6 separate regions of the Mus musculus genome follow, and all the other regions are linked to region 1. The links are chromatin contacts, called in public HiChIP or PLAC-seq and promoter capture Hi-C maps. All regions are on one chromosome and are shown on one strand. The core of a region is the stretch at or near the end of the contact, and the rest is flanking DNA. Distances in the headings are between cores, read along the strand shown. Region 1 holds the start of Cgn (cingulin). Region 2 holds the start of Them4 (thioesterase superfamily member 4). Region 3 holds the start of Rorc (RAR-related orphan receptor gamma). Region 4 holds the start of Lingo4 (leucine rich repeat and Ig domain containing 4). Region 5 holds the start of Mrpl9 (mitochondrial ribosomal protein L9). Region 6 holds the start of Psmd4 (proteasome (prosome, macropain) 26S subunit, non-ATPase, 4).

Region 1 (4,809 bases), core at 914-3,413:
CCTGTAGAAAAGACCCCTATGGGTATATAACCTAACCTGTTTTCTAAAAGTTCACATCAGGTTATACCTTTTGGTTGAAAAGAAATCTTCTACTAAGCAAATCATTTGTGACTTTCCACTGGCCTCTATCATACCCCTCCTCACCCCCAGCTACAGATCATTTCAACAGCTCCACGTTTTTTGAGATTATTTTCAGCCTCGAAGAGAATCAATCACATTTCTCTGTGGCAGGTCCAGCAATCAGGTGTCTAAAGTTATCTGACTCAATTTCTTCAACACCCTCTTCTTTCACAACTACTCTTTCAGAAAAGGGGTGGGGTGGGGGGTTGGGTCTTTTAGTGTCTCTCCATGACACCTTCCCCCATGGTGTAGCTCTGGTTGGCTTGGAATTTGATTTGAAGACCAGGCTAGCCCCAAACTCTCTGCTAGATCAAAGGTGTGCACCAGGATAGATTTTCTTTTGAAATCTGGGGGGGGGGGAGGGGAAGCTTCCCCCCTCTTCTTCATCTGAGCTTAAAGCTCTCTGAGTTCATCCCCCAAGGAAGAAAAGTTGATGGTGGATGACTCAGGCTCCCATTTCTCCCCACCCGTGCTTTAATGTTGGATAACTACTCTATTTCTATCTTCTATAAATACACTAAATACAGTCTAAGGGGTACCCAGGAGAATTCAATTACCTTCACTTTACTAGTATTGGGGCCAATTCATCAGTCTGTCCGTTTGATTGTTTAGTTGTTTATTTTTAAGATCTCTTTTCCAGACCACTCTTTGGTGTAAAAGTAACCTGACCCAGAAGGGACACCACCTCTGCAATAGGTCGCCCAAACCGCACATATTTCCTCTCTCTCTCTCTCTCTCTCTCTCTCTCTCTCTCTCTCTCTCTCTCTCTCTCTCTCGCTCTCTCTCCCCCTCTCTCTCCCTCTCTCTCCCTCCCTCCTTGTTCCTCCTTAAGGGCTGTATCCCTCATAGAAGGCTTCTCATGGAATGCGGAGACCTAGCAACCCAGCTACAGAACAGGTAGGTGGACTTTCCCCTCCAGGGTCCACGCCCAGCATCTGAAGGCTGGGGGAGGGGAAGGGAATGATCTCCAGCTAACGCCACAGAAATGCTGGCTGTAGGGAAGATTCCTCTTCAAATCTAAATATATTACAATAAATATTTACTGAACAAATAAAGGAGAGAACTATTCAGAGGCCAGCAAGGTAAGCTAAGCCAATCTTCTTTTAACATACCTCAGCGATTGACACTAGGAGCCAGCTTTAATGTTACCTGCCTCAGTCTGCACGCAAAGCACCCCAGAGTCTTTTCGGTGTAGTGGGACCAAAAGCCCTACTTGACAGGCTTTCAGAAAAGATGGATTTACAATCTGTAGTTGAGCTCCTTTCTGCTTATAAAGCTTATTCTGATGCGTGTAAATTTACAGCACTCGGTTCCCAAGTCATTCATTCTACACATTTTATTAAGAGCCAACTATGTGCTGACCTCTGTTATAGGCGTTTGAGATGAAGCGTACAAAACAAAAGAAAATGAAGATCTCGGCTCTGGCCGAGATTTTCATAGGGAGATAAAATGAAAATGATTTTTAGGGTGATGTAAATTGGGTGATTACATCTTCCAAAGAAAAAGGGTGCAAAATGATTATGGAGGCCAGGAGCCCGAGGATGAGAATCCACGACTGAGATTTTGGTTCGGATTGCCGATAAGGCAGGCGAGCAGAGATGCAGAACGCGCTGACATCGGGAGACTACGAAGAAATTTTCTGCGGAAAGCGACAGAACTGTATTCTGGCTTATGCGGAGGCAGATGAAGGGCAGAAAGGGCTGTGAACCGAGATTTGCTTTGAGAAGAGCACGAGGAAGGCACTTCCCACAGAACCCAGGGGATGCTCTGGCGCTAAGCTACGCGGGTCCGCAGAGCCCCGACGCCCCCAAAATGGCCTCTTAGGTCCCCCGGTGCCCCGCCCTCGCCCCACCAGTCCACGTGACCCCACCGCCCCTCCCGTCCACCGGGCTGGGGACCCCGGTTCTGGGTTCCCGCGGTGTCTGCTCCGCCCCTTGCGGGAAACTGACCAATAGAAGAAGGGGTGAGGCGGGGCGGGAGGTGACGGCCAATGGGGCGGAGCTCCTGGGGAGTAACAGGTTGGTGGGCGGGGGAAAGGAGGGAGCTCAGAGCTCGGAGGGGCTGGGCTGCAGCAGCGCGTGTAGCTCGGCTGGTCGGAGCGCGATCCCCTGCGGGGTGTGTGAATCCGGGAGCACTGATCTGGACCGGGGTGAGTGAATCTGTCTGGAGCGAGGACACCTGCGATGCGAGTGGGTCCTCAGGAGTATGCTCGAGGGCCGGAGTAGAGGCATCAAATGCCCTCCTCCTGGGCACAGGTGCTGAGTTTAGCAGGAAGGGCGGTCAGAGTGCGGTGGCAGAGCTAAGAGCTAACCCCTACTCCACGGTGTCAGAAGCGAGTGGCTGGGAAGGTGCCAGGTGTGAGGCACCTGAGGGTTAGGTTATTCCCAGGGCATGCATGCATTTCAGCGCTACAATCTCTGGAGGTCAGGCGCCAGCCCTTGGGGCAGAATTTCTCTTGGAGACCAGCATGGGGGCGGGGGAGGGTTCATCCTATTGGAGCAAATGGAAGTGCCGCCAGAGGTTCAGAGACTGAAGTGGTGATATCCGCATGTGCTGGTTTTGGGGGTAACTACCCCCTCCCCGCCCCCGTCAGTCCTTACTGGTCTCTGACACTCTCCTTCTGGCTTTGGAAATGCTGAGGTGTGGGGTCATTCCCTGACCATTTGCCTACAGGTGAAAGCAGTTGCCAGTAAGACACTAAGGTCAGAATACGAGGGCACCCATCTCTTTCCTAGGTGTGAGATTATTTAAGGCTGTTTCTTTCTTTGCTTTCATGCCAGGGAAATTTTTTCCTTCTTCCTCTAGAAAGAACTGTGTGTATTCTACAAGAGAGGGGAATGGGAATGGAGAAGCATAAATCCCTCGACCCACATACTAGCTGAAAATGTTTGCTTTCTCGGGGATGTGAAACGAGGATTGATACTGGGTTTCATATGGCCCATGCTGGCCTTGAATTTGCCATAGCCCATGCTGGACTTGAACTTGCTGTACAGCTGAGGCTGACCTTGAACTGGTGGGCTGCCTTCCGCTCCCAGTGCCTGGATTACAGGTTCATATCACCACACCCACCTAGAAATAGTCTTCTTTCTTGAGGCTGATGTAAAAATTTTTCCTTCCAGCAAATACATATTTCCTTCTTTTTTTCTGTTACAAAGTAGTCTCTTTGTATATTTTTTAAAAAGATTTATTTATTTATTTATTTTATGTATATGAGTATACTGTAGCTGTACAGAAGGTTGTGAGCCACCATGTGGTTGCTGGGATTTGAACTCAGGACCTTTGGAAGAACAGTCTTAACCGCTGAGCCATCTCTCCAGCCCTATATTTCCTTCTTTTTCTCTAGTTCTAGATTGGGGGACACTGGTGAGATCTGGAAGTGCAGCTAATTTCCTTGACCCTTCCCAGAATCCTCTTGATTCCCTGAAATCCTAGTTGGCATCCTTGATTCACGATCTTTGATAGACTAGAGTACTTACTAGTGGTGCAGAAACATAGGCAGAACTCCCTAGGAGACCAAAAGACTAGGGGACTTACACCTCCACATTCCCAGGCCACAGACGAGGTATACGTTGGGCACCAGACAACTTCTGAGGTGAATTTCCTTGCCGTAGGCAGCGGTGAAGCAGAGTCAACCTTAGCTTGGCCCCTTTGATGCTCTGTCTGAAGACAGTTGCTGTAATTGGGAAATAATTAGCAACCGCTATGTTTGTAGACAAAGCTGCCTACGTGTTCCTTTCATCCTGGGTATTTGGGAGTATGGGTCTTGCTCTGGGGCCTGCCCATTCAGAGATTTGCCTGATTCTAAGAGGATTCTGGCTTCCTGTGGTTCTCAGGCTGGCTTGCCTGCCTTTACCCTTGTGGGAGAAGAGGGGGGTAGAGCTGCTTCTCTTTGTACCAGGGAGGGGAGAACCAAGGACCTGGGAGCTGACAGAGGTAAGTGGAAGACCAGGAATGCCACTTTGGGAACTTGAGAGGGAGTGGTGGAGGGAGACAAAGTTCCTGTCACACTCTGGCTTGTCACCAAGTTCTTTGTGCATCTGTAACTCCTGTCTCCTCCTCCCCACCTCCCGCCACCTCCTCCAGAGGAGCCTCGGCCTTGGCATATAGGCAGGACAGAGCTTCCACTCTTGGTCTTGTTCCTCTGCCTTTGGTGGGAACCTCTCTGGTCTGCTTTGCAAGGTTCCAACGTAGCCTTCCCGGCCCTCCCTTCTCTTTGCCTCTCAAACCAGTCCAGCGAGTTTGTAAGGGCCCAGTTCTTCATTGTGTTTTTTTACCCCCACTGGCCAAGCAGCTCTAGTTTGGCTCTCAGGTTTCTGCTTTTTCAGTGACTATGGTCTAGAGTCCACTTGGGGAGTTCTGTTTGGGCCTAAAGGAGCCTTCTTATCAAATGATAATGTCACTGAGCGTTCCGTTTTTATTTTGATCATTTATTTGCTTTCTTGTTACCACTGAGATTGCTGTTTTGTTTTGTTGTTGTTTGTTTTGCTTTTTTTTTTTTTTCAGTTTTTTTACTTTCTAAATGTTCCAGTTATTCAGTATCCAGCATATCTATTCAGTATCCAGCATACCGCCTGGCCCTGTGTCTATCAGCCCTTCCTCCATACACCTGAAACCGCCCCACCCCCAACCCCCACCTACTTCCTGCTAGAAGTCCAGGGACCCTGTCACTCCTAGTTGGAAGCCAGATGC
Region 2 (4,809 bases), core at 660-3,159, 480 kb after region 1:
GTTAAAATAGTGAGAAAAAAGCAAAAGTAGCAAAGACTGATAAAAATCTGGGCTAGCTATAGCCCAGAGCCGAACTAGGTACAGAGGAACAAGAAGAGAAGGTTCAAGTGACACTCAGTGCTAGAACCCAGGGAAATGGGAGTTACTAACCCCAGGAAAGAGGAAGCAGAGGAGTCTTGGATGATTCCAGACTTGTGGTTTGGATGGCAAGGTTAGAAGTAAAAGATGCTTGCTAGTGTGAACGTGCAGATGGCAGAGAATGGGAGTGAAGCTACTAATTTCAGTTGGAGCCATGCCGAGCTACCTTCTGGACACCACAGTGTTGTGGGAAATAAAAGAAACTCAACTTTCAGTTCAAAGAGGCGAGGTCTAAGCGCTACTTGTGGTGAATGCACTTGTAAATTCATAGCACAGGCTATGAATAAAGGACAAGTTGTAGGGATAATCATTACCCTTTGTTCTCAGCAGGGGAAAGGTCATGCTTGATCTTTAGTTATACATTTATGGAAGTTGGACTTGTACTTGTAAAATAAGTTATGACTTTTTCTGCCTCCTTTTAAGATACGTTACTAAATCAAAAGCAGCATGATGAAAAAAAAAAAAAGGCCTGCAAATACTAATGCTGTAATGTTCTCAGCTCAGCACAGACTGCCAGGCTCCAACATGTAATTAAACTAATTCATATTTGTTGTTGTAAGACTAGCACGAATCATTTTCTTTTCTAATCGGCAAGATGGTACCTGGCTGATGTCAATACATCAACATTCATCATTATTTTAAAATTGTGTGTGTGTGTCTATCACCCAGGGCCTCCAGCCCTCTTATTGTCTAGCAGGAAGCTGCAATAGCTTGAGAGAGATGCCACTCCCCTAATAATCAAAGTTCTTTTTCATTTCTCAATACAGAGCTGTTCCCTGTCAGCTGTCGTTCTTTATTACAACACATTGTATACAAACATTTGATTTGGCAAACTGATCCCATTCTCCCAAATTAAACCCGTAAATTTCTTGGGCGGAACGTTTTTTCCCCTTAGCTAACTATAATACGACCTATCGTCAGTGGCCAATCACACCTGACATATATGATAGTCTTTAAACTAACAGGCTCCCATTAGACAGTTTGGGCTAACTCTATCGAGCCAGTCCAAGAGCAATTTCTTTGATAGAGACAGTTCTTACTGTCGATATACATTTTCAGTACACACGGACACACACGCGGGCGTGAGTTGGAGCTCAACAAGTATTGACTACATCAATAGAACAAAGGCAGGGATAAAAATATGGACAGGCAACATTTAAGATTTACATTCCAGGTATGCTAAATGCTTCCCTTGCATTATCTCATTTAGTCTCATAACATCCTCTAAGATGATGAAAACGGGCTAGAGAGGGAGTAATTATCTGACAATCAGAAGTCTACTTCTTCCTGAATTGGTTATAACGAATCAGAGTCTATCAGGATTAGATCCCTGCTAAGGATAAATGGTCTTCTCCAGGGGTCAATAATGGCTCTTTCACAGTTTTCTGGGTGACCTTGCTTATCCTTTCTTATTATCTCAGTCTTAGTAGTGGCGATCCCATCCCTGCAGACCTAGTTCAACCTTGAGTCACTTTCCCTTCCGGCTCCTCCCGATTCGAATCTCAGGGCAGAAGAGCCCAAGAGCCCCGTCACAGCCAGGGGCAGGTGTTAGCTTAGTCTCGGTCGTGCTGTCTCCCCTTCTCGCCCCACGAAAGCAAGCGTCCCGGGACTCACCCTAGCTGCTCCTGGCCGCCTCGCAGGCGTGGCCCCAAGAGTGCGCAGGCGCATAGCGCAGTTTCTCAGCATTGCTCAAGCCGAGGGCAGGACGCTGCTCTCTGCTCTGTTCCAGAAAGAGCCACACTATCCACACGCCGACTCTGGGCTATTAACTGTGGAGGCGGGCGGGTGGAGGGCGGAGCCGCGCGCCGCCCACAGTGCTGGCGCCTCTCCGAATCCGGGCGGACCGAATCCTCTACACCCGCTTTTGGTTCCGGGAGATTTTGCGTCCGGCTCTCAGCCACGGTTACTGCACTGGCGCAGCGAGACAGCCTAGTTTAGTTCCTTGTTCACAGGCAGTTTAACGCTCCAGCCAGCGAAAGACTCATCATCTCGGCCGAACAGGAGCACACACAAGGAGTGGATAACCACTAGGTGCGGGTTGATGGTGTTGGTCTTCTGGGTGTAGAACACGTGCACATACATTTAAAACTCTGTCAGTCTCTACTATTTAACAGGTACACTCTTCAGGTGCCCCTTCTCTCCGCACGCGCGCATATGTGTCTGTGTACTGAAAATGTATATCAACTTTTACTCTAGTAAGAACCGTCTCTATCAAAGAAATTGCTCTTGGTCTGGCTCGATAGAGTTAGCCCAAACTGTCTAATGGGAGCCTGTTAGTTTAAAGACTATCCGTTGATTCACTGATTTGTTCTTTCTGTGCTGGGAACAGAAGAATCTCAGTGTCCCACAAAGGAATACAGAAGCAAAGCAATTATTTTTGTCAAAGGGTGCACCAAGATCCAACTACAGTTAGCAAGCACACAGGGGACAGGTGGTGACTGCCCCACGCTCCCCTGACCCCAATTGCCCGGCGTTTGTTGTGATTGACTAGTTTTAAAATGATAATTACAAAGGAAATGAAAAACTAATAGAAGGAGTTGTGGATAGTCTAATATTTGGATAGTGGTGTCATAAAGCATTTAATTCTAGCACTTAGGGGCAGAGGTGGGTGGTTCAAACCAGCTAAGACAACATAATGATACCTTATCTCAAAAACCTAACCAAACCAAACAACAAAAAGCAAAACAAAAACAAAGAAAGGAAGAGAAATCTGCATTGAGTTGGAGATATGGTTCGTAAGTTTAAAAGCAATGGTTAGAATCTGAGCGCCCACATGGCAGCTCACAGCTGTTTGCAATTCCAGTTCCAGGGGATTGGATACCCTCTCTTTCTTTTGGTTTCTGTGGGCACCAGGCATGCATGTGGTGCACAGACAAAACACCCATATAAATAAAGTCAAATAACAATAATAATAGTTGTTCTCTACTCTGTTTCACAGTGAGTCTTATATGCCTTCAAGTTCTTCTGTCTTTTACCTAAGACACCCTTTTTTTGTTTGTTTTTTGTTTTTTGTGTTTTGTTTTTCGAGGCAGGGTTTTTCTATGTAGCTCTGGCTGTCCTGAAACTCACTCTGTAGACCAGACTGGCCTCGAACTCAGAAATTCAACTGCCTCTGCCTCCCAAGTGCTGGGATTAAAGGCGTGTGCCACCACGCCTGGCCAAGACACCCATTTTTATCTGAAAGCTTTCTCTTTTGTTGGAGGCTAGAGCTAGAGGTGCCTGACATGAAGGAATAGAGTTGGTTACATACCACAATTCTAGACAACAGCGAGAGTACAATAGGAAAGGGATTAGGGACTTTATTTTTGAGTTTCTAAGGTCAGAAAGACAGTGGTCTAATGACATCCTGAGAACTGCCTCCAGGGGCTAGGGATAGCTGCAAGATTGTACAGGGTAAGAACCAAATTGTGGTTGGGGTAGGTATGTAAGTTGTTAGCCCAGAAACTTGTAGCAATTTTAGGATCTGGTCGGGTGGCTCCTTGTCTTAGATTTCATCTTTCAAGGTCCCGATTGCAATTGGGAAATCATTAGCTCTGTGAGTTAATTCCAGTTCCCATTATAGGGTGCAAGCCTTCAGGGCTCACTGTTTCTGGAATTTGAGATATCCTAGGAAGTAGAAATAACAGAGAGAATGAATAAGTTAGAGGAACAAAATGGAGATCGGGCAGTGATTTGAGAAGCAGATGGAAGAAGATGGAAGCTGTTGATGTGTATGGCAGGTTTACTTAAAATCTTCGAAGTCAGACAGGAGGATCAGGAGTCCAATGTCATTCTCAGCCACTGTTGAATTTGAGGCCATTCTGAGATACATGAGACTGTGTGCATGTGTGTGTTTATCATCCTTTTATCATCATTAGTATCATACTAATACTTGTAGCACAAAGTCTTCCAACTTACTCTCTTCAGACCCAATAATCAAAAAATTTTATATCTGCATATGTATATCTTGCCACCAAGCCTGATGACCTGAGTCCAATTCCCATGATCTACATGGTAAAATAAGAGAAGGGACTCCTTCAATTTGTTGTCTGACCTCCAAACATATTCTGAACATGTATGCAGTAATGTGTGCATACACACACTATCAAGTAAATAAGTAAACAAATGTAATAAAGAATTATGAAAAGAAAACTTATTGCAACAACGTGGGTAAACTTGCACATGTTAAATGAAATAGGCGCCGATAGACTAATGTCATATGACCATACTTATAAGTATAATTAAAAAAAATAGAACCTGTACAAGCAGACAGTAAGATGGTTGTCAGATTCAGTGAGGAAGGGTTGGGGACTGGGGAGATGTTGGTTAAAGAAAACAAAATTTCAGTTAAGAAAGCTTAATAGGGCTATTATATAGCATCATGGCAACTGTAATTAATATAAGTGTATTTTATGCTCGACAGGCACTGATAGAGTGTCATCACTACAGAAAGTCATAGGTATCTGAGGTATTGCATATGTTAGTCAGTGTGTTCTAGCCATTCCAATGTGAACATGTTTTAGACAAAATGTTGTGTTGACTACATAATTTTGTTTGTAAATGAAAAGTAATTTGACATTGTTTTGTGTATCTTGTCTGTCTGTGTGGTAACCAAGGCATTCTTTTAGGTGAGTGGCTAACCTGAGTTACTGATACTGCCACTTTGCTGCTTGTTTCTGTGCTTCCCTTGGA
Region 3 (4,809 bases), core at 1,169-3,668, 410 kb after region 1:
CCCTTTGGCCCTTATCTCTTGGGCTTTGCAGTCTTAGCCTGATTCTTCCAATTCTGTCCAGTCCCGGGTGTTCTTTCACTCATGCCTCCTGAACTGAATGCTTTTGCCATACCCCGTGCCACCTTCTTGGCCCAAACCCCTACTCACAGGTGTGGGTCTTCTTTGCAGCCAGCAGCTCTGTAAAGAGAAGGAAGGGATCAGTGAATAGTTGAAGATGTTAGGGGAAAAGCCAAAGACTTCCCCAGTTCCTGGCTCCTGCCCTGCCCCATTTTTACCCCAGCACTACCTGGCCTCTGAGAAGCTGGGCCCCTTGGCAGAGCCCATCACTTTGCCCTTTGGCCACACTGGCCCTCTTCCAGGTCCTGAAAGTGCCCAGCTCCTCTCTGCCTCCAGGACTTCCTCATGTCACACTCTACCCTCCCTCCCCCATTTAGCTAGATCTCAGATGTCTCTCTTTTCCTCTGGGGCAGCCTCCCATGCCCTGTCCCCTGCCCTGGGGTTTACTCAGCCAGCACTCTGCATTGTTTCCTGGCACTTGACATAACAGACAACTGCCCTAGGTATGCCATCATCCCTTCTAGATTGTAAGCCCGTCTGGAGACAGAGCCTCTGTCTGTCTTGTTCAGCTTGTTGCTCTGGGGAACAGCAAGAACCCTCTAGTATCTGGTGCATTTGACGTACACACATATTCTGCACCCAGAGGGAATGCAGTCTTTTGGTTGCTTATCTGTGCCTGAAAGCAAGAGGGAGCTGCAGAGGTGTGGGGCTGGGAGTGCATGGGGAGGGTGGGCGAAGAGGAAGACAAGGAGGGCCGAGCTGCAGATAGACCCTCTCTGGCCGCCACTGTGCTTCACCTGCCCACAAGCCTGCAGAGGGAAGATCCCTTTGCCTTGCTGCTTTGCTCGTGGATGGGTCTGGGTGGAGATCAGACAGGAGGAGGCACCCCATGGTTCGTGGAGGTTTACAGAGATGCTCTGCTGTCCAGGGGAGCAGCAGCTGAGGGGAGAGTCATGGTTACTGCATAGTTACAGGGCTGTTTACATATCTGGGATGAAATCAGCATGCAGTCAGTATTTGGGAAACACCTAGAGAGGGAGCCCTTGGCAAAAGAGGCCGCAACCCATTTCCTATATCCAGGGTGCCTAGGGCCAGTCTTCTGTTCCAGAAAGCCCATTAGCCCTGTCTGTAATGTCCCTAACCTTTGATTCCTTTCTGTTACTTTTTGCCTTCTGCTGTCCAAGCCTGGCACACATGTCCTGTCCCTCCTTCACTGTCCCTCTGCCAGGAGATGCACTCTGCAGCCAGGCTTCCTGCATTTCATTGCCGTGATAGTAAATGGGGCCTGGTAGCCTGTTCCCCGGGTGGGGGAGGGGAAGGTCTGCCCAGAGAGGGTGTGGCTTCATGCCATGCCCACCTCCCTGCTAATCCTGTCTGGCCCTACTCAGTTTCCTCCCTGACGTGGCACCCTTGTCCAGCCTCCAACTTTGCAATTCAGAGCAGTCTTGCATGGGGACACTCCCCTTGTTGGCCCCCACTCCCACTCCCACCCCGGAGCCTTTCTCTAGTGGCCCTAGAAGCTGGCACTTCTGTCGTTCACTCTCTCTAGGTTCCCAGCTGACAAGCATGGGAGGGAGGGAGGGGATGTCCTGTTCTGAAGGGCTCCCTCCTCACTCCATCGGGGGACTGTTCCCCAGTTCCTTTCTGTGCTCCACAGGTGCCTCACACAGCAAAGATAAAACTCCGTGCTCGGACCAGCTTGAAGGAAAGCGTGGGACTGCTGGGCTAGAGCAGCTGGCATGGTGCAACTGCATCTTCTCTCCCAGGTCCCCCACCCCCAGCCCCTGCGCCAGAACGGCAGCCACTTGTGAATGAATAGGAAGGCGGAGAGTCACCCTTCCAGCCGCTGCTGCCCAGGGTTCTGTGGCAGGCAGGGAGGGGCCTGCTCACACCTGGGAGCCAGCCCCATTCCCATCCTCTCGATCAAGCCTCCCTAACACAGCTCCTCCCTCCTGCCCCCACTCCAACCTGTCTCTTCCTTCTTGCCCTCCCCGTCTTCCCAGGTCTCCTGCTGTTACCCTAGGCCCTCTTCCTGTCCCCCCCCTACAGTTATGTAAAGACTCGGTCCTACCTCACCGCTTTGCTCTGTCTGCCAGTCCATCTCCCCTCTGCTCACCTCTCTTCTCCCCAGTTCTTTCTTTCCCAGTCTCTTCGCCTCCCTCCCCTCCTCTGAGCCCCCTGACAGTCCCTTCCACCTGCCTGCAGGGCTTTAGGGTCTCTTACCCCGAGATGTCCGGTGGTGTCTCTGTGGGGCCCTGTCCATGGGGTAGCTCCCTTGGTGCCGTCCTTGCTGCCCTGGCTGCCCAGGAGGGCAGGGAGCAGGGCCCAAGGGAGGGAGGAGGGAAGAGGGAGGGAGCACCTGGCCCGTCAGCAGGCAGGGGAAAGGAGTGGCTGGCAGAGTGTCCTGGCACAGGAGGGGACTCAGGGAGAGAGCAGTGGACCAGTGTCTGGAGTCTTGAGGAAAAACAGGTGAAAGGGAGCTAGTACTTATTAATTACCTACTGTATGCTGAGTTTTTGCCAGGCCTTGTAGGTAAATCAGAATTTTTTTGTTTGTTTTTTGGAATCCCACATGATAACCCCCTACAGGCACGAGTGATTATTCATAATCATGAACCAATTGCTGCCCAGAATAGAAAAGACTTGCCAGGAATTCACAAGGGCAATTCGTGATTGAGTTGAGATTTGAACCTGGTCTCTGTAACTTTTTTAGGACAGGTGACAGAATAGCAAGAAAGGGAGGCAGGAAGAGTGAAGAGAAAAGACAGCCTCTGTGTGTGTGTGTGTGTGTGTGTGTGTGCACTCTGATCTCCAGGATGGGATCAGATATACTTCCCTGCAGCTTGGGTTCCCCCAGCACATGTCTTGCTTTGCCTCTCTCTAACTCCATGCTGCCCACCTCTGGATTTTCCAGGCTTCTAGATGCTTCCCATACTTCTGGTGTGGTGGGGGGAGGTGTGGAGGAGGAAGAGCAAATTGAGAGGTGAGGGGTGTTGGAGGGAGAGCAGAAGAGAGCAACTGCACTGGACCAACAAGTTGAGAGGAGGGAATCCTCCCCCCTCCTCCCGGTTCTCCCTTCCCCCTCCCCCACGACCCCGTAATTCTGTTCACATAAAGGCCTGCACTGGAGTCTGAGAAGGACCAAGAGCCAAGACTTCTGTGAATATTGGATGCCTCAGTTCGGCATGTCCTCTGCCCAGAGTTTGATTAGCTGTGCCTGGCTTTCCTGCTTACCCAACAACCGCTGGCTAGGGGCCAGGCTGGGAGCAGGAGGCTCCCAACCCCTCCTCCTGCTTTCTCCAGCTGGTAAACAGCAGGGCAGGAGCCGGCCACGCCAGGGCCTCGTGACTCGCCCACTCCCTCCACCTGGTGCACGTGGCACCTGGCGTGGAGAGGGCAGGCAGCTGTCCCTTCGCTCCCAGCATTCCATTCTCCACCGTTGGCCCTCCGTGGAGCTTCACACTGTGCAACCAGTAGCACCCAGTGCTCTAGGGAGCTGAGTCTCCTAAGAGTCAGAGACAAAGATTAGGAGGAATAGCCGTTCTTAGCCCCAGGGAGACTGAAAAGTGTAGGGGTGTAGGGTGACTTTTGAGGGCCTTTGAGGCTTTGACTAGTCCTAAGTCCTTTATATGTATACATATATGTGTGTGTCTGTATAGGTGGGTGTGTGTACACGTGTGAGTGTGCATGTCTGTGGAGGATAGAGATTAAAATTTGATGTCTGCCTCAATTACCTTTTACCTTTTTGTTTTGTTTTGTTTTGTTTTGTTTTTTTGAGACAGGGTCTCCCATGGAACGGAGAACTCGCCATCTTGGTTAGCCAGATTGGCAAGTGATTTCTAGGGTTTCTACGACCCCATTGTTGAGACTACAAGTACCTACCTACCTATCTACCACTGTACCCATTTTGTGATGTGGGTTCTGGGGGATTAAACCTTGACCCTTGGGTAGGAGAGATGGCTCAGTGGTTAAGAGCACTGACTGCTCTTCCAGAGGTCCTGAGTTCAATTCCCAGCAACCACATGGTGGCTCACAACCATCTGTAATGGGATCTGATGCCCTCTTCTGGTGTGTCTGAAGAGAGTGATAGTGTGCTCATATACATAAAATAAATAAATCTTAAAAAACAAAAACCAAAAAACCAAAAAACCCCCCAAAACCCTTGACCCCAGTGTGTTTGTGGCAGTACTCCACTGACTAGGTCATCTCTGACTTCACGGTCTTTGGTGGTAAACAGGCCCATGTATACTGTTCTTCTCAAAACACAATGCCAATCTGGAGAGCTTTGAAAAGAGGCAAAGTGATGGCACCCCTACCTAGGAACAGAGTCAGAAAGAGGCTTCTGGAAAGGTTAGGGCACTCAAAGGATGGGGACCTTAATGGCCTGCCTCTATCCCAGAGCTATCCCCTCCTGCTCTTCTGTGCTCCTATCTGCCCATCACTGCTCAGTTTTCTGTGCCTCACCAGCTCGCTTTCATCTCCCTTAGTTATTGTTCTTCTTTCTTCTTTTCACTTATCTTTTTTTAATAGTATGGGTGTTTTGCCTGCATGTTTATTTGTGCACCATTTGTGTGTTTGGTTCACTATGCAGGAAAGAAAAAGATATCAGGTGCCCTGGAACTGGAGTCATACATGACTGTGAGCCACTGTGTGGATGCTGGGAATTGAACCTGGGTTCTTCTGGAAGAGCAGCCTGTGCTCTTAACTGCTGAACCCCGCCCCTCCTCTCATTTTCCTAGGGTGACCTCCAACT
Region 4 (4,809 bases), core at 1,016-3,515, 390 kb after region 1:
TCTGCTTTCTACAAACTCTGCTATGTCCCTCTTACCCCATTCTTATTCTCCCATATGTTGTGCCTACAACTTTACCCAAGGATCAGGGAGATCCCATCCAGACTTGAGAGAGCTTCTGACCCTGGGCTGACTGGGAAAAGGTTCTTAGTTTGACCAAATCATCAGAAGCTAAGAAACATGCAGGCTTCAGCTCTGCTCTAGTCTCTGCCCTCTTTCCGCCTGGCCCAAGGCCCAGAGTAGCCAATTTGGTGTCCCAAACTGTTTGTGTGGATGGTAAGCCTGGCTGTATATTATTCATGGAACAGAGTGCAGGGGCACTGGAGGATGGGATTGGGATCCTTTACCAGAGCCCCAAGGACAGCACCTCTTCCCTTATAGATGGGGTTGAGATGTGGAAGATATCTAAAGGGTACTCAAATACTTCACGGGGTCCTCAGCCTTGAGCTTCCCGTACATCCTTCCTTAATGGTGTTTTGATTCTAGTTAGTATGTGCTTCTGAGGGAGAGCTTCCACCCCTTTCCACCCGAGCTGCCTGAGAAGACACAAGAAATGGCTTGTGAGCCAAGGAAGCATGGATAAAGGGGGAGAAACAGCCCATGACCTGATGCCTTGCGTGGGAGGAAGGGAGCCACTGGGTAGCACAGTGGGCACCCGGATACAAGCACAGCACCCATCAGTATAAAGTGAGCACCAGAAGCCTGGGCAGCATCAGGAGATGATGACCATGATGACTGTCGGAGGCTGGACATGGTGATAGAGATGGAGGCATCTTTAGTCTTGAGTGCCTCTGCTTGCCTTGCTAATGCAATAGGGACCACAGGAGAGGAGGAATATTAGAATGAGATGACAGAGGGCTAGGAGCAGGAGCAAGCTGACACTCCTGGAGGCGGCCTGCTTGCTGTGTTTCCCTGGCTGCAGGTCCTGCACCTCGGGACTTTGAGGCTTCAGGTTTTCTGGGCTCTGTGGCGTTAGCTTTCTGCTGTGTGTCCTATTTTCTCGCATGTAGAATACAGGAGGAGCTGCAGCTCTCCTTTCCTTCCTACACTCCAGGAGAATCATTCTGGAGACTCTCCTCCAGCCACTTCAGAGGATAACGCAGTTGGGAAACTAAAGAAAGATACCAAGTTCAGTCCTCAGTATGGACGCAGAGGAAAGAGCAGAAGGGATACAGGACACTGTTGTGGGATCACTTGGGGAGGGGAAAGAGTAGCAAGGGGCAGCAGCAGCTGTCTCTCTCCTCCCCCTTTCAGGGCCTAATGGGCATCTGTGTGGTACTAAGAGTTCCCAGCCTCTCCTGTCCACCTGACAGCTAGCCCTTCATCACTGTTGCTGCACTTCCTGTTCATCACTTCGCTCTGCATTCAGCAAAAGTGCAGTGAGGCGTGTGTGCCAGCGCCCTTTCTCCTGCTTACATGAGTTTTCTCTTTGTCCCCAAAGCCTGCTAGCCCAGTGGCTGGGGGACTTAGGGTCAACATCTTTTATTTATAAGGTGGCCAATTTAATCAGTCTTCCTTTGTTATCCTCTATGACTACAGGACTGGTCTCTGGTCACTTTGCAAGAAGAGATGGATGGATGTTACAAAACTCTTTCTCTTCCCCTGGGGTCTAGAGTCTGGGGCACTGCCCCCTCAGGGAGATGGAGCTTTCTTGTCTATGTGGCAGCCACAGATTCATTCGAGCACATATCCACTTTAAAGCATGCCAGATTGAGGCATGGGGACCTGCATGGTGAAGGGGCACTTAGGAGAGAGATTTTTGGAGTATCCACACAGATTAGGAGGGCAGCTTTTTAGAGGCTAAAAAAAGCGGGGGGGGGGGCTCCTTGGACTCTCCCTACCAGGGGTACCTGGGACATTTTAGTTTTCCAATCACAGGATGAATGGTCAGCTAGGGTAGAGGGGAAGCTCTCTTTCCTGTAGGCTATTTAACATGGCCTTGTCTTTGAGAATGCCATGGGAAAGGGCAGCTGAGACGTGCCCACAGAGGGGCAGGGGCACTTACCGGAGAAGCTGGGGGGTGGCATCAAGTTGGGCGCTGCATCTCTCCAGGGCTGGGGCCTGTCCCATCCGAGCTGCACCTTGGCCTCTCCACCTTCCCCGTGTGTCTGAGTCCCCACTCCCCACTGCCCGGCAGCCTGCCGCATCAGCCGGCTGGCAAGACTGCTGTTGCTGCCGCCGCTACTGCGGTCGCGCTGCCAAGACCAAAGGAGAGAAAAGAGCCAGGAAGCATTTTTTTCTTTTTTTTTTTTTTTCCCTCCTCTTCTCTCTTTTTAAACCAGAATGAGTCTGCAGCAACCCTGTTGGTGCAAAATAAATAAATAAAGCAACCAGGGAGGGCTGCAGCAAGCGCCACTACGGGATGACGAATCGAATCGGGGGAGGAACTGAAGAGGGGACCCAGGGCTGGGGCAGGGTCTGCTACGGAGACAGCCTGGGAAGCTTGAGAGAGTTTTGACATCCTGGTTCCTCCTGGGGAGCTAGAGAGCTCCCGGGACACCGCTTCCACAGCCTCTAGTCTTTTAGATGCAGGGCAATTCTGTGCAATTTCTAAATCTAAACGGGCCTGTGGGTATCATTTGTTGGAAGTTCTTAGTCTAGAATACCTTCCTTCAGTTTAGCTTGCCATTTCTCTTGTGTCAGGTATCTGAGCACCAGTCTCCCTGGTGGATTGCTTAGCTGAGGGAGAATCTTGGGCGGTGTGTGTGTGTATGTGTGTGTGCTAAAATTCTTATAAAACAGATAAATTGCTGGCTTGACACAGAAACAAAACTGCAGGGCAAGCATGTATCCTAGGCAGTCACATTCAAGTCTCCCAACACCCGACATGTGTGCCCTGCACCCTTGTACAAGCACGCAGGCACGATACACTTCCAGCCTTTGAAATCGTTTTATAAAGAATGGCACAAGTTGGGATTTATGTTTACTTGGCTAAACCCTTCCTCTGAGAGAAAAAAAAAAAAAAAAAAAAAAAAACCTCCCTCCCTCTCATCTGCTGCTTATACCTCCTAGGAGAGTCTGCAGCTTTACAAAACTGAGAGAAATTCTGAGCAAGACTATGGAGGAGAAACAGGTCCCTGTCCTGTTCCTAGTCTCTCCATCATGTGGAGTCAGCAGCACACAGGTACAGAGCAGGGGATGGCGCTGCCTTCCTTCCTCATAGCGTAGAGACTGAAGTCAAGGGCATCTTCCCGGGTGCTGGTCCTTGGGTTTTCCGGCTGGTTAGTATCCGGTCCTCTGCTTCTCTTAGGGACAGAGGACAGCTGGAGCTGGGATGAATTCTGGTGTCCTGTATGAATTAGAACCTCAGGCTTCTCAGAGCTGCAACCTCAAGGAAGAGATTGTGTGCCAGAGGGAAAGTCTACAGAATGGTGTCACTGGGGGCAGAGCCTCTGTGTGCTCCACCTGTGTGGATGTGTGTCTCTGATTAGACTGCTAACGAATCTGACACTTTTAAAGTGTGCAAAGAGGTTTCCATTCTAATTTTTCCAGTGATGTTTTTCTTCATACCCAAACCCCATAAAACAGTTATCTTGGGACCTTATCTCCACCCCACCCTCATTCTTTACACATCCAGGCATTTTAGGTCCCAGAAAACAGGCAGAGGGGGTCAACAACATTTCTTAACTAGGAAGAAGAAAGGCAGAAAAGTCTCAGGAATCTATATTCTTATTATATACAGGTCCTTCTGGGGGCTTGCCACCAGTCTCTGAGCTAGATCCATGTCCCCCCAGGAGGACCCATGGGGAAATACAATGAGGTATTGAAAGGACTGTTATTAGCTTTCAAGCCTAGATTTGAGTTCTCCTTATCCCAGGTACCTGGATTTATCCCTGCTGATTGTCAGTCTGTTTTTTATTTGACTTGGTCATCCTATCTCTATCCCATCTACCCCACAGCTTCCAGAAGCCAGGGTGGAACTTATGGGAAATCAAACATAACAAGCCTTTTCTCCATCACTTGCTGCTGTTGTCCTACAAGGCAAGCCTAGGGGCAGAAAATCAGTCTTAGGATTTGCTTACTCCTAGGGATACCACCCTTCATAGAGTGCAGAAAGGGAAAGGCTGGGTGAAGGGAGTCCAGGGAGACGGGTCAGAGGGCTGAAGGAAATAGAAAGTTGTCCTTCCTCCAGATCACTTTGACAGCCCCTCAGGGGATTCAACATCAGTGCTGAAGAGTTCCTTATAGAGTGGAGGGAAGGCGGCTTGGACCACGATGGGGTGGAGGTGCTGGAAGATCTGCAGCTTTTCCACATGTTGGCTGCACAGGCTCCGGAGTTTTCCTTTGGGTGGCAGCTGAGGATAGGTTAGGAGGGAATGAGTACTTCGGTGCTTAGCAGAGCAAACACATCTCACTGTTACTGAGCTAGGATGACCCTTCTTGATGCCTCCCCGACCCTTGACCCAACTTGAGCAGCCAATCCCATTTGTTAGATGTATGCATATCTGGAAACCTCAGGCTAAGTTAGAACTGACACGAGACAGGTGAGCTTTTCCTAGGTTCAATTTTGATGGTCATTTCTGTACCTTCAGGACTGTGCTTGGAGCAAGGACATGCTTGAATGATGGCATCAATGGCTCTGCCTACCCCAGAATGAATTGTGTTTGCTCCCATGGCCCTTTGCCTTGGTTCATGTTGTTTCTTCATCTGGAGGGTGAGGCTCTGCTAACTCTTATTTTGCTAATTCAAGTGTTATCTCCTCTGAGAATATCATCCCCATCCCTTGCTGGGCAAAAGTCCTGTTGGCTTCCCTTTGTGTAGCATTTGCCACACTGTAGAAAAAAGGATCCAGTCTGTCTGCCTTCCTGCCCC
Region 5 (4,809 bases), core at 1,077-3,576, 340 kb after region 1:
AGAGTTCAGGGCCAGCTATGGCCATATAAGATCCCCTATTTCAAATAAGCATACCTTAAATATTCACTTATACTGCCTAGATTGCCTCAAACCTACTAATTCCAAGGGCCTTATTTACTACTACAAGAAAAAAGTACCCCTCCCCTCTTACCCCCCAGCACCTCCAGACCCTCTTTCCAGCTGTCTATCAAGTGACTCCTACTTTACTGCCTTTAGTTTGCTGACTACCTTCTCCTGTGTGTCTACAGTTCTCTCTCCAACTTATTTGAAAATATTCCCAAAAGGCAGAGTCTTTATCTTATATTTTCCCATAGATCTTGCTTCCTGGATTGGGACTCCCTCAAAAGCTAGGGCATTTTTTGCACCCCCCCCCCCAAAATCCCAGGCTCTGAGTATTTCAAATGGAAGAAATGAACAAATTAAAAAATTGGCACATTTTCTTAAAGGAAGTAAAAAAGCAGCCAGCTGTGGTGTCCAACGCCCTTAATCCCAGCACTTGGGAGGCAGAGGCAGGCAGATGTACAGAGCTAGTTCCAGTACACTGTACCCAACACAGCAGTTCCAGAGGACTCCATACCAGCTACACAGAGCATCAGCCACAATACTACTTTAGCTCATCCTTGTGTGTAACAATAAGCAGACGTGAAGGCCATCAGGGACTCAGGAGGGCGATGACCTCCATGAGGAATCAATAAAAACTTCCTACTCACCGCCTCTCCTGCCTTTGTCTGGATCTTCTCCAGTTTTCCTTCGCGTCTCAGCTGAAAGAGATGAAACTGAGTAGAAGCAATGCGCCACACTGAGTAATTACAGCCCAGCTGTGCTGGGAACTGGTGGGCTTCTGGGTTCTAGCTGTTACTTCATCTTTGAATTAAACAACAAAAGGAAGGACTTCCTAGCAGGTACCTTAAAGTTTTATTTTTCCAAACCCCTTGGTCCTTTGAGCTCACCGATTTCTCCTCTTCAAACAGCTTCCTATTTTCAGGAGAAGCATACACTGCCAGTCCCTGAGAAAGGAGCTTGTTACGACCCACAGATTTCTTCACTGAGACCAGATCACCCCGGACTCCAATTTCTGTCAATGAGAACGGGAATGGCAGATGAAATCTCTGCAGGCTATGGAAAAGATGATCATGGGATCAGCCACAGGTAAAGGCTGTGCCTTAGTGTACTCAGGCCTTGGGGTACATCTCCAGCATCACCAAAAGGGAGGGGCATAGAAAAGAGACAGCCCTTACTTTCTCACAGTTTTTATTCTTCCTTACAAACACCACCACCACCACCACCGTCAATTTACTAGGGCAGGTTATAAGGTCCAGTCGTTAAAGTGCCAGCTGCATAGAGGATCTGAGTTTGGATATTGTCCATAACCTTAGCACTGAGGGGAGGTAATACCTACATCCCTGGGGGCTCAACTCATGCCCTGTATCAAATAAGGTGGACCTTTGGCGCCCCCCTTCTTTCTCTTTCTCTCTCTCTCTCTCTCTCTCTCTCTCTCTCTCTCTCTCACACACACACACACACACACACACACACACACACACACACACCATGCATTTATTAGGAACTACACTTGTCACACGTCTAGCTTAAAAACTGGTGCAGACTGAGCTGTTCAATCAAAGAATGTCACTGTTTGTGCTGCGAACTGTTAGGCTTCTCTTTACACAGTTAACAATATTGCACACACGTTTTAATTTTCCGTGACTTTTTTTTTCTCACCAGAACCACAAAGTAGTAAAAACAAAGCAACAAAAGAGAGGCAGGAAGCGGTTAACGTCAAACAAGAGCAGGGGACAGAGGACAGGGACAGGGGAAGGGGTCAGTACCTGGGCCCAAGCCTTACCGTCCACAGACTGCGTGAGGATGAGCTCCAAGTTGTCTTTGGGCCGGTGTTTCGTGTCCTCCACCAACTTATACACGCGGTGACGCCGGTGCAGGTGCGGCTTTCGGCCCTCCCCGGCGAGCGGCACCTTCCACCAGCGCTCCACGATGACCGTGCTCTGGTGGTCAGGGAGGCTGGGGTGAGCGAGTGTCCGCAGAGAACAACCCGCCACCCCGCCGGCGTCCCCAGGAAAGTCTGCCCCCCAGCCCCGCAGTCTGAGTCTGGCACGAACGACACTCCTGTCCCCCACCGTGTAGGACCCAAGCCCCAGCCGGCCCTCACCTGATAATGAGAGAGACTGAAGTCACGCCCCGGGGTACTCCCTTCAATTCGCGGCCGGAATAGCTCCCGGATGCCTCCTTGACGCAGCCAAGCAGCACCTGCCCACCACAGAGTCCTAACCCCGGGAGCCACAGAGGCCGCCATGACAGCGGAGCGGACAGGCGGAAGAAGGACCCCGCGCATGCGCAGCTGCGCCTCTGGGCTGCCCGCGGCGCGCCTGAGTGGTATAGATATAGGCTGCGCTGAGACCTGGGCATGGGGAGTGGGAGAGTTGCCGCAACCCCGCCTTGCACGCCGACGATAGGACAGCGGAGAGAACTGCTTTTTTTTTTTTTTGTCACCACTTTCCACAGAGCTTTGCGTGGACCGACAGTGGAAAACGTACTTTTTTTTTTTTTTTTTTTTTTTTTTGGCTTCACTTTTAAAAAAAGAGGCGGAGGGGGCTTGGCGCACCCTGTAATCTTCCTGCAGGACAAGTTCAAGCTAATCTGGTTTACATCTCAAGCTCTAGGCCAGCCAGGGCTACATAGCGAGACCAATAATAATAATTAACTGGTGAGGAGGAGGATTTTTATCCATAAAAACCAATGATAACAATATAAGTGGTTTGGTTTAGTTCTAGGTACTGGGATCACTTCTAATTTTGACATGCTATAATTTCTGAACACTAAAATATGGATGTCACTCTCAATTTTCCCTTGAATCTTTCTAAAAGTAGTCGAAGGATGGGATCCTCTAAAAACTCTGCAACTTTCCATGATATTGTTACTATTGTATTTAAGCTAATATTTAAAGAGTTGCAGGAGACAAACTGTAGAGAAAAAGAAACTACTGTTAGGCACAAGCAGGTCCTTCTGTGGAGTCTTTGTGCTTAATAGATGGTTATAAAATGAGGGTCTATAAAGGAGTGTGGAAAGATGTGCTACACTCCATTTTATGTGCACTTACATAGACTGACCTACACGCATTTCCTTGGTATTCAGGACAAGTCTTCAACAGTCTTTTAATTGTTTGCACCCAGCACTCAGTATGTGGAATTTCATTCTTTTTAGTATCCAGTGTCTTGATGCTCTCAGTTCACCTTATGGCTAACCGCTATTTATATGCCAGTGATGTCCAAATTCTTATCCTAGGCTCCCACAAACTTCACATTGGAATACCCAACTTCTTATTCATCATCATCTTATATGTCTAACAGACATTTAAAACGTAATGTATGCCCCATTCTTTATAAACTGCCCTACCTGCAGGTGTTCCTGTTACAGCTGATGAGAATTCCATTTTGTTGTTTTGTTTTCCTCCATTCTTTGAAACATCTTATTATTTTAAAATTTTTACACGTTTGTATATTTGAGATTATATAATTTTACCCTTTTTCTCCTTCTAACCCCTCTCCTCCTCTCTCAGATTCATGGACTCTTTCCCCTTGTTATTTATATTTGTGTTTATACATTCTTAAATATATAAATATAATCTGCTCAGTCTGTACATTCTTACTTGTACGTATGTATGTTTTCAGGGCTGATCATTTCGTATTGGGTAACCAACTGGTGTGCTCTTCCCTGGGGAAGATTATTTCTCCTGTTCTCAGCATTCTTTTCTTGCCTGTAGCTCTTTGTCTAGGGTTGAGGCCTTGTGAGCTTTTTCCTTTCTCATTAGTATATTAGTATATTAGTGTCCTCCTTGTTCAGGTCTTGTTTAGGTAGCAATGTTGGTAAGAATTCACAGATGTAGCGCCCCTGACATTTTTAGGAGACACAATCTCATAGCAAACTTCCTGTTCCTCTACTTCATAGAATTGTTCTGCCTCCTCTTCTACAACAATCCCTAAACTTGAGATGCAGGTATATTATAGATGTATCAGTTGGGAGTGCGTTTCACAACTCTCCGTTTTGATGGTTGTAGTTTCTGTAACGATGTCCACTTGTTACAAAGATGTTTCCTTGATGAGTGGCAAGAACTACACTTATCTGTGGGAAGAAGGATAACGTTTTAGAATGTAGTTAGAGATTATGCTGGTTTAGTAGGGTGGTAGTTATAGGTTCTCCTCCAAGATCCATGACCTCACTAGGCAGGAACATCTTAAGTTTCCAGAAACAGGCATGACTTCCCTCTTGTGGAGAGGTCCTGAAGTACAATTAGAGCGTTGTTGGTTACTGTCAAGGTAGTATGCATGCTGCTGGTTACTGTTGTGGTTGGTAGGCATCATAGCTAGGTAGGACTATCAGTTGCTTTCTTCCTTTAGCACCATGAAAACTAGTTCCCAAGGAGGAGGCTTTCAGCTCAGAACTACCTCTGATCCTCTGAGTGCTGAGCACATTTTTAAAAGCTTCTTTATTTCACAAGGCATCAGGAAAACCCTATATGTTCTTAAATAATTACGCTAAATAATTAAAACATATAGAATATATATCACATGTAGAACACTAACGAGGTCAAGGAAAAGTGAGAAAAAAGGGAAAGTGAAAAGAGAAATAAAAAGGAAAGAAGACAGGAAATGTTTAAAATCTAAGAGGCAGAGCTGGAAAGATGGTTCACTGGGTAAATTGCTCGTATGCAGCTCTGATAAACTGGGTTAGAGTCCCACAACACACAAAACCCCCTAAAGCCAGATGAAGTAACTTGAGTCCATTGAGTCTGTA
Region 6 (4,809 bases), core at 1,451-3,950, 260 kb before region 1:
TACACACACACACACACACACACACACACACACACACACACACACACACACAAAATACATCTTCACAAATAAATAGGGGCTGGACAAATGGCTCCATGGTTCAGAGTACTTGCTGCTCACGTAGAAGACCCAGGTTTGCTTCCCAGCACTCTATGGAACCTTAGAAGCACCTGTAACTCCAGCTCCAAGGGAACTGACACCTGGTGTCTGAGGGTGCCTGGACCCACATGTTCATACTCTCACACAGCCAATACAGATAATTAAAGAAAATTAAAAGTTATTAAGGGCTGGGGAGATGGCTTACTGGTTAGGAACACTGACTGCTCTTCTGAAGGTCCTGAGTTCAGATCCCAGCAATCACATGGTGGCTCACAACTATCCATAACAGGATCTGATGCCCTCTTCTGGTCTGAGGAATAAATAAATATTTCTTTTTTTTTCCATTTTTTATTAGGAATTTAGCTCATTTACATTTCCAATGCTATACCAAAAGTCCCCCATACCCACCCCCATAAATATTTCTTGAGAATTGGCTCAAGATTAAGAGCACCTGTTGCTCTTGCAGAGAACCCAGGTTCTGTCCCAGCATCCATGTGGCTGTTCACAAGGGTCTGTAACTCCAGTCTCAGAGACTCTGATTCCCTCTGGACCTCTGCAGACACTGCATGCATGTGGTACACGTACATACAAGAAGGAAAATACACATACATGTAAAATTATAAAATAAGCAAAGCCTTTAAAGACAGAAAAACTGTACTCCTAAAAGCAGAACAAATAAGTAAGTTTAGCTAAAGCATACTTTATTAAAATCTATAAAGCATTTGCAAGAACTAGAAACCAGGACCAGGATTTCCTATTGTATTTCCTGGGTTGTGGGGTACTAATTAATCAAAGCATTTTGAATTTTGTGGTTGTTGTCTTGGTTTTGGAGACAGGGTTTTTCTGTGTAGCCTTGGCTGTCTTGGACTCACTCTGTAGACCAGGCTGGCAGCAAATTCAGAGATCGGCCTGCCTCTGCCTCTGAGTACTGGGATTAAAGGCCTTCACCACCATTGCCTGGCAGAACTTTGTGGGGTTTTTTTTGGTAGTGTTGGGGTTTGTTTATTTTTACTAAGGGTTGAAATTGGGGCCTTGGCTGTGCTCAGCAAGCACTGACCACTGAGGCCCTCCTCAGGTACTCGTTCATTTTTAAGTTCTTATTTTTTAAGGTGTCTGTGTGTATTGTGTATGTTCTCTCTGTGTGTATATATGTTTCTCTCTCTCTTTCTCGCTGTGTGTATGTGTAGGTGTGTGTAGGTGTGTGTGTGTGTGTGTGTGTGTGTGTGTGTGTGTGTGTGTTTACTTGAATAACCACAGAGGCCGGAAGGAGTCATCAAGTCCCCTGGGGCTGGAATTGTAAGCAGCTGTTAGCCACCCCATATGGATGGTGGGAACAGAATGCTACTCCTCTACTAAAACAGGATGGACTCTTAACTATGAGACATCTTTTAAGCCCTTCTCCCTTTTTATTTTTGAGAATTCTCTCACTAAATTTCCAAGATGACCATGAATTTGTAATCATTCCATTATATAGGTGGGATCGCAGGCAAGTGCCAACAGGTCTTCTTTTCTTTGACCCCCAGAAAAGGTCTTATTGTGTATAACCCTGGCTGCCCTGGAACTCATTATATAGATCAGGCTGGTCTAAAACCCACAGATGCCTGCCTCTGCTTCCCAAGGGTTGGTGTTAAAGGTTAATTAACAAACCAAAATAACTTGCTGGCTATCCTTCGTTCCTTGGGTGATTACATGGTGTTTACTGCGGGCTGGGGAAATGACTCAGTGCTTATGAGAGAGCGCTTACTGCTCTTCCTAGAGGACCAGAGTTCGGTTCCCAGAACTCAAGACAGGCAGCTCACAGCTGCCTGGAACTCCAGTTCCGGATTTGATATTCTCTTCCAGCCTCTGCAGGGCCTGAATACACACACAAACGCTTAAAAATTTTTTTTGGTTTGTTTTTTTTTTTTTAATTGGTCAAAACTTTTCTGGATTCCTTCATCCTGTCAGACTCAATACTGGAGTTAGGAATTGCATAGATTTTTTTTTTTTTTTTTTTTGGTAGGCAGTAGATAGGTAAATCGAATTTGAGGATACAAGTGTTTGTAGCAGTTGCATAAACACAGTGCAATGGGAAACAGGAAGTTAAAATGTGGTTAACGATGCTGACACACTTTTTAAGTGATTATGCTTGGACTGACATATCCACAGTAGTGTATGCACTCATGAGTGTCTGTTATGTGTTCGAGGCAGTGTCACTACGTAGTAGCTATGTTGCCCACGTTGGCCTGGAAATTGCAGTTCAGATCTTAGCATGAGTGTGCCCCTTGTAAACAGCACTGGGAGGTGAAGCAATAGAGTTTATTAGCCTGAGCTCCACAGCGAATTGCTGTCATCCTTTTTCAAACCGTAACAACAAAAACAAATCAAAAACCCAAATATACAAAAGAAAGAGAGCAGAAGAGGGGGTAAATTACAGCTCTCCTGCCTCACACTGGAGTGTTGCTGCCAGGCGAGTGCAGAGAGCTTACAGCTGTTCCGGAAGCTGCTGCGAAGGTAGCCAACTCTATTGGATAACCAACCTTTCCATTTCTGTGGCGCCTACAAGTCCCAGAACACACCGCGGGGCGCGGAGGCGGGGCAGCATGAAGACTGAGTTCTTTGATTGGTGATGAGCACCAGGCCAATCGGAGGTGCTGTTGTTTGTCAGTCCCGGAGCCGGTCCGCAGAGGGAAGGAGGCAAGATGGTGTTGGAGAGCACTATGGTTTGGTGAGGAGCTTCGGACGTGGCTGGGGGGCGCGTCTGGGTTGTTGGTGCGCGTGGCGCCGAAACCCGAGGGCCTGGGCTGGGGACTGGGTCGCCGGGCGAGATGTGGCTTCGGGGCCCGCGGGACTCTGGCAGACGACTCCCTGAGTCATCCCGGCCCAGGAACGCAGGCCCGGGAACTCCTGTTCCCTTCCCTGAATTTCAGGTCTCCCATAAAGCAGAGGCCAACTGCCCCCTCCACTCGCCTCCAAGTTTTTCTTTTCTCTGTACTTTATCGCATGTAAACCTCACAACCGCATTCTTGGAAAATAGTCCTTGTCTCATAATGAGTCGGAAGGACTTTAGGGGATCCGCTGTAGTCACACAGCAAATTAAGAGGCCGTGATAAGCAGGATGAACTAGGTTTTATCAGGTTTATACTTGGGATGAGTACCTATTAAGAGTTAGATTAGAAACTGAGGACAAGAAAATAAATAGAAAGCTGAGAACATATTTTTTTTCAGGGCTACAAGAGGACTTTGTTTTGTGTTTTCTGGGAATTGAATCCAGAGCATTGTGAACGCTGGGAACGTGCTCTACCAATGAGCCTCATCACACACCTGGATTGCATTTATTATTTGTCATCATTATTGTTTTAGATGGAGCTTTGACACTGTAGCTCAGACTGGCTTTGAAGTCGCTATTTGAGAAGATGCACAGGTTGGCCTTGAACTTGGAATGAGTATGTAGGATTAAAAACTTGAGTCACTAGGCCCATGTTTTCATTTGGAGATTGGCTAGCACTGCCACCTAAATGCAGGATGGCTTAAGCTTGGTTTCCTGCACTTGGAGGATGAGACAGGGAGTTTTCATGATCAGGACTACCTAGCAAGGTTCTGTCTCAAAATAAGACTACCAGAATGCCCAGTTAAATTTGAATTTCAAGCAAATCATGAGTGATTTTTTAGTATGAAAGGGAATTTTAAGTCCAACCCAAATATTGCTCTTACAAGTTACTTGTTGGGGCCGGGCAGTAGTGGCACACACCTTTAATCCCAGCACTTGGGCAGCAGAGGCAGGTGGATCTCTTAGGGGTTGAGGCCAGCCTGGTCTATAGAGCAAGTTCTAGGACATGCAGAGAAGCCCTGTCTCAAAAGGTGGTAAAATAAAACAAAAACAACAACAAAATAGTTACTTGTTGAGGGTGGTGAGATGGTTGGGTGGGTAAGAGCACAGAGTTTGGTTCCAAGCACCCATGTTGTTTGCTGCTGCCTTCTTTTTTTTTTTTTTTTTTTTTGGTTTTTCGAGACAGGGTTTCTCTGTGTAGCCCTGGCTGTCCTGGAGCTCACTTTGTAGACCAGGCTGGCCTCGAACTCAGAAATCCGCCTGCCTCTGCCTCCCGAGCGCTGGGATTAAAGGTGTGCGCCACCACGCCCCTCGCTGCTGCCTTCTTGACAGGACCAGAAGATCAGTGCCTTTGATCTCTGTAGGTGCCCGCACACACACCTAAAAACAATAAATATAAATCTCGAAAGTTACTCATTATTCATCTGAAATTAAAATTTAACTTTTAAGTCCTATATTTTTGTTTTTTTTTTTTTTAATTTTTTTTTTTTTTTTTAGATTTATTTATTTATTATATGTAAATACACTGTAGCTGTCTTCAGACACACCAGAAGAGGGAGTCAGATCTTGTTACGGATGGTTGTGAGCCACCATGTGGTTGCTGGGATTTGAACTCTGGACCTTCGGAAGAGCAGTCGGGTGCTCTTACCCACTGAGCCATCTCACCAGCCCTATTTTTGTTTTCTAAGTTTGCTTTCACTTCTGGGATAGAGTATGTTAAAATAGAAGATGGATTTAGAATCCAAACAGTTCCCTGGCTCTCACTTACATTTTGCATATTGTTGGAGAATTGTAGTAACTTCTCTGTGTCTCATAGTACAAGCAGGTAAGCCATATGTGATGGTGCTCTGTAAAGTATAGAGCTCTGTAGCGGCATGGTGTTTGGGGAATCCTCAGAATTT

The links. Promoter capture Hi-C pulls out the DNA fragments that hold promoters and counts their contacts. HiChIP or PLAC-seq counts read pairs in DNA pulled down with a chosen protein or histone mark. Capture Hi-C pulls out chosen DNA fragments and counts their contacts.
Region 2: a contact with region 1 is called in a promoter capture Hi-C map of stem cell-derived epiblast-like cells, with 7 times the contacts expected there. The contact joins the promoter of Them4 here to the promoter of Cgn in region 1. A contact is called at or near these places in 12 of 39 promoter capture datasets (the 3T3-L1 cell line, the C10 cell line, the HPC-7 cell line and 7 more) and 2 of 115 datasets of contacts at active chromatin or transcription factors (embryonic stem cells and pancreatic cancer cells).
Region 3: an H3K27ac HiChIP or PLAC-seq map of epiblast stem cells shows a contact between it and region 1, with 6 times the contacts expected there. The contact joins the promoter of Rorc here to the promoter of Cgn in region 1. A contact is called at or near these places in 11 of 39 promoter capture datasets (the 3T3-L1 cell line, the C10 cell line, the HPC-7 cell line and 6 more), 3 of 484 Hi-C or Micro-C datasets (cumulus cells, embryonic stem cells and liver), 9 of 115 datasets of contacts at active chromatin or transcription factors (embryonic basal ganglia, embryonic stem cells, epiblast stem cells and 3 more) and 4 of 9 other capture datasets (adipose tissue, embryonic stem cells, liver and 1 more).
Region 4: a contact with region 1 is called in a promoter capture Hi-C map of liver. The contact joins the promoter of Lingo4 here to the promoter of Cgn in region 1. A contact is called at or near these places in 19 of 39 promoter capture datasets (the 3T3-L1 cell line, 3T3-L1-derived adipocytes, the C10 cell line and 13 more), 2 of 115 datasets of contacts at active chromatin or transcription factors (astrocytes and embryonic forebrain) and 3 of 9 other capture datasets (adipose tissue, embryonic stem cells and pancreatic islet).
Region 5: a promoter capture Hi-C map of pancreatic islet shows a contact between it and region 1. The contact joins the promoter of Mrpl9 here to the promoter of Cgn in region 1. A contact is called at or near these places in 22 of 39 promoter capture datasets (the 3T3-L1 cell line, the C10 cell line, the HPC-7 cell line and 12 more), 3 of 15 datasets of contacts at CTCF or cohesin (the NIH/3T3 cell line and large pre-B cells), 4 of 484 Hi-C or Micro-C datasets (the G1E-ER4 cell line, the HL-1 cell line, embryonic stem cells and 1 more), 14 of 115 datasets of contacts at active chromatin or transcription factors (cardiomyocytes, differentiating embryonic stem cells, embryonic basal ganglia and 9 more) and 5 of 9 other capture datasets (adipose tissue, embryonic stem cells, liver and 2 more).
Region 6: a promoter capture Hi-C map of adipose tissue shows a contact between it and region 1. The contact joins the promoter of Psmd4 here to the promoter of Cgn in region 1. A contact is called at or near these places in 4 of 39 promoter capture datasets (cranial neural crest, frontonasal cranial neural crest, liver and 1 more), 1 of 115 datasets of contacts at active chromatin or transcription factors (pancreatic cancer cells) and 1 of 9 other capture datasets (adipose tissue).

The regions. Positions count from the first base shown.
Region 1 is chr3:94,783,836-94,788,644 of GRCm38.p6, reverse strand. Cgn (cingulin) reads left to right here and starts at 2,163. Exons shown (of 21, transcript NM_001037711.3): 1 at 2,163-2,269.
Region 2 is chr3:94,307,232-94,312,040 of GRCm38.p6, reverse strand. Them4 (thioesterase superfamily member 4) reads right to left here and starts at 1,909. Exons shown (of 6, transcript NM_029431.1): 1 at 1,753-1,909. The coding sequence starts at 1,824. Gm36010 (a long non-coding RNA gene) reads left to right here and starts at 1,988. Exons shown (of 4, transcript XR_867460.2): 1 at 1,988-2,169.
Region 3 is chr3:94,370,403-94,375,211 of GRCm38.p6, reverse strand. It overlaps Rorc (RAR-related orphan receptor gamma), which reads right to left and starts at 2,418. Exons shown (of 11, transcript NM_011281.3): 1 at 2,281-2,418; 2 at 148-177. The coding sequence starts at 2,320. Gm38411 (a long non-coding RNA gene) reads left to right here and starts at 4,189. Exons shown (of 3, transcript XR_867461.1): 1 at 4,189-4,809.
Region 4 is chr3:94,396,675-94,401,483 of GRCm38.p6, reverse strand. Lingo4 (leucine rich repeat and Ig domain containing 4) reads right to left here and starts at 2,265. Exons shown (of 2, transcript NM_177250.2): 1 at 2,003-2,265. The coding sequence starts at 2,067. It overlaps Rorc (RAR-related orphan receptor gamma), which reads right to left. Exons shown (of 11, transcript NM_011281.3): 11 at 3,208-4,292. The coding sequence ends at 4,131.
Region 5 is chr3:94,440,853-94,445,661 of GRCm38.p6, reverse strand. It overlaps Mrpl9 (mitochondrial ribosomal protein L9), which reads right to left and starts at 2,326. Exons shown (of 7, transcript NM_030116.2): 1 at 2,168-2,326; 2 at 1,847-2,003; 3 at 951-1,075; 4 at 711-761. The coding sequence starts at 2,311.
Region 6 is chr3:95,040,505-95,045,313 of GRCm38.p6, reverse strand. Psmd4 (proteasome (prosome, macropain) 26S subunit, non-ATPase, 4) reads left to right here and starts at 2,700. Exons shown (of 10, transcript NM_008951.2): 1 at 2,700-2,806. The coding sequence starts at 2,781.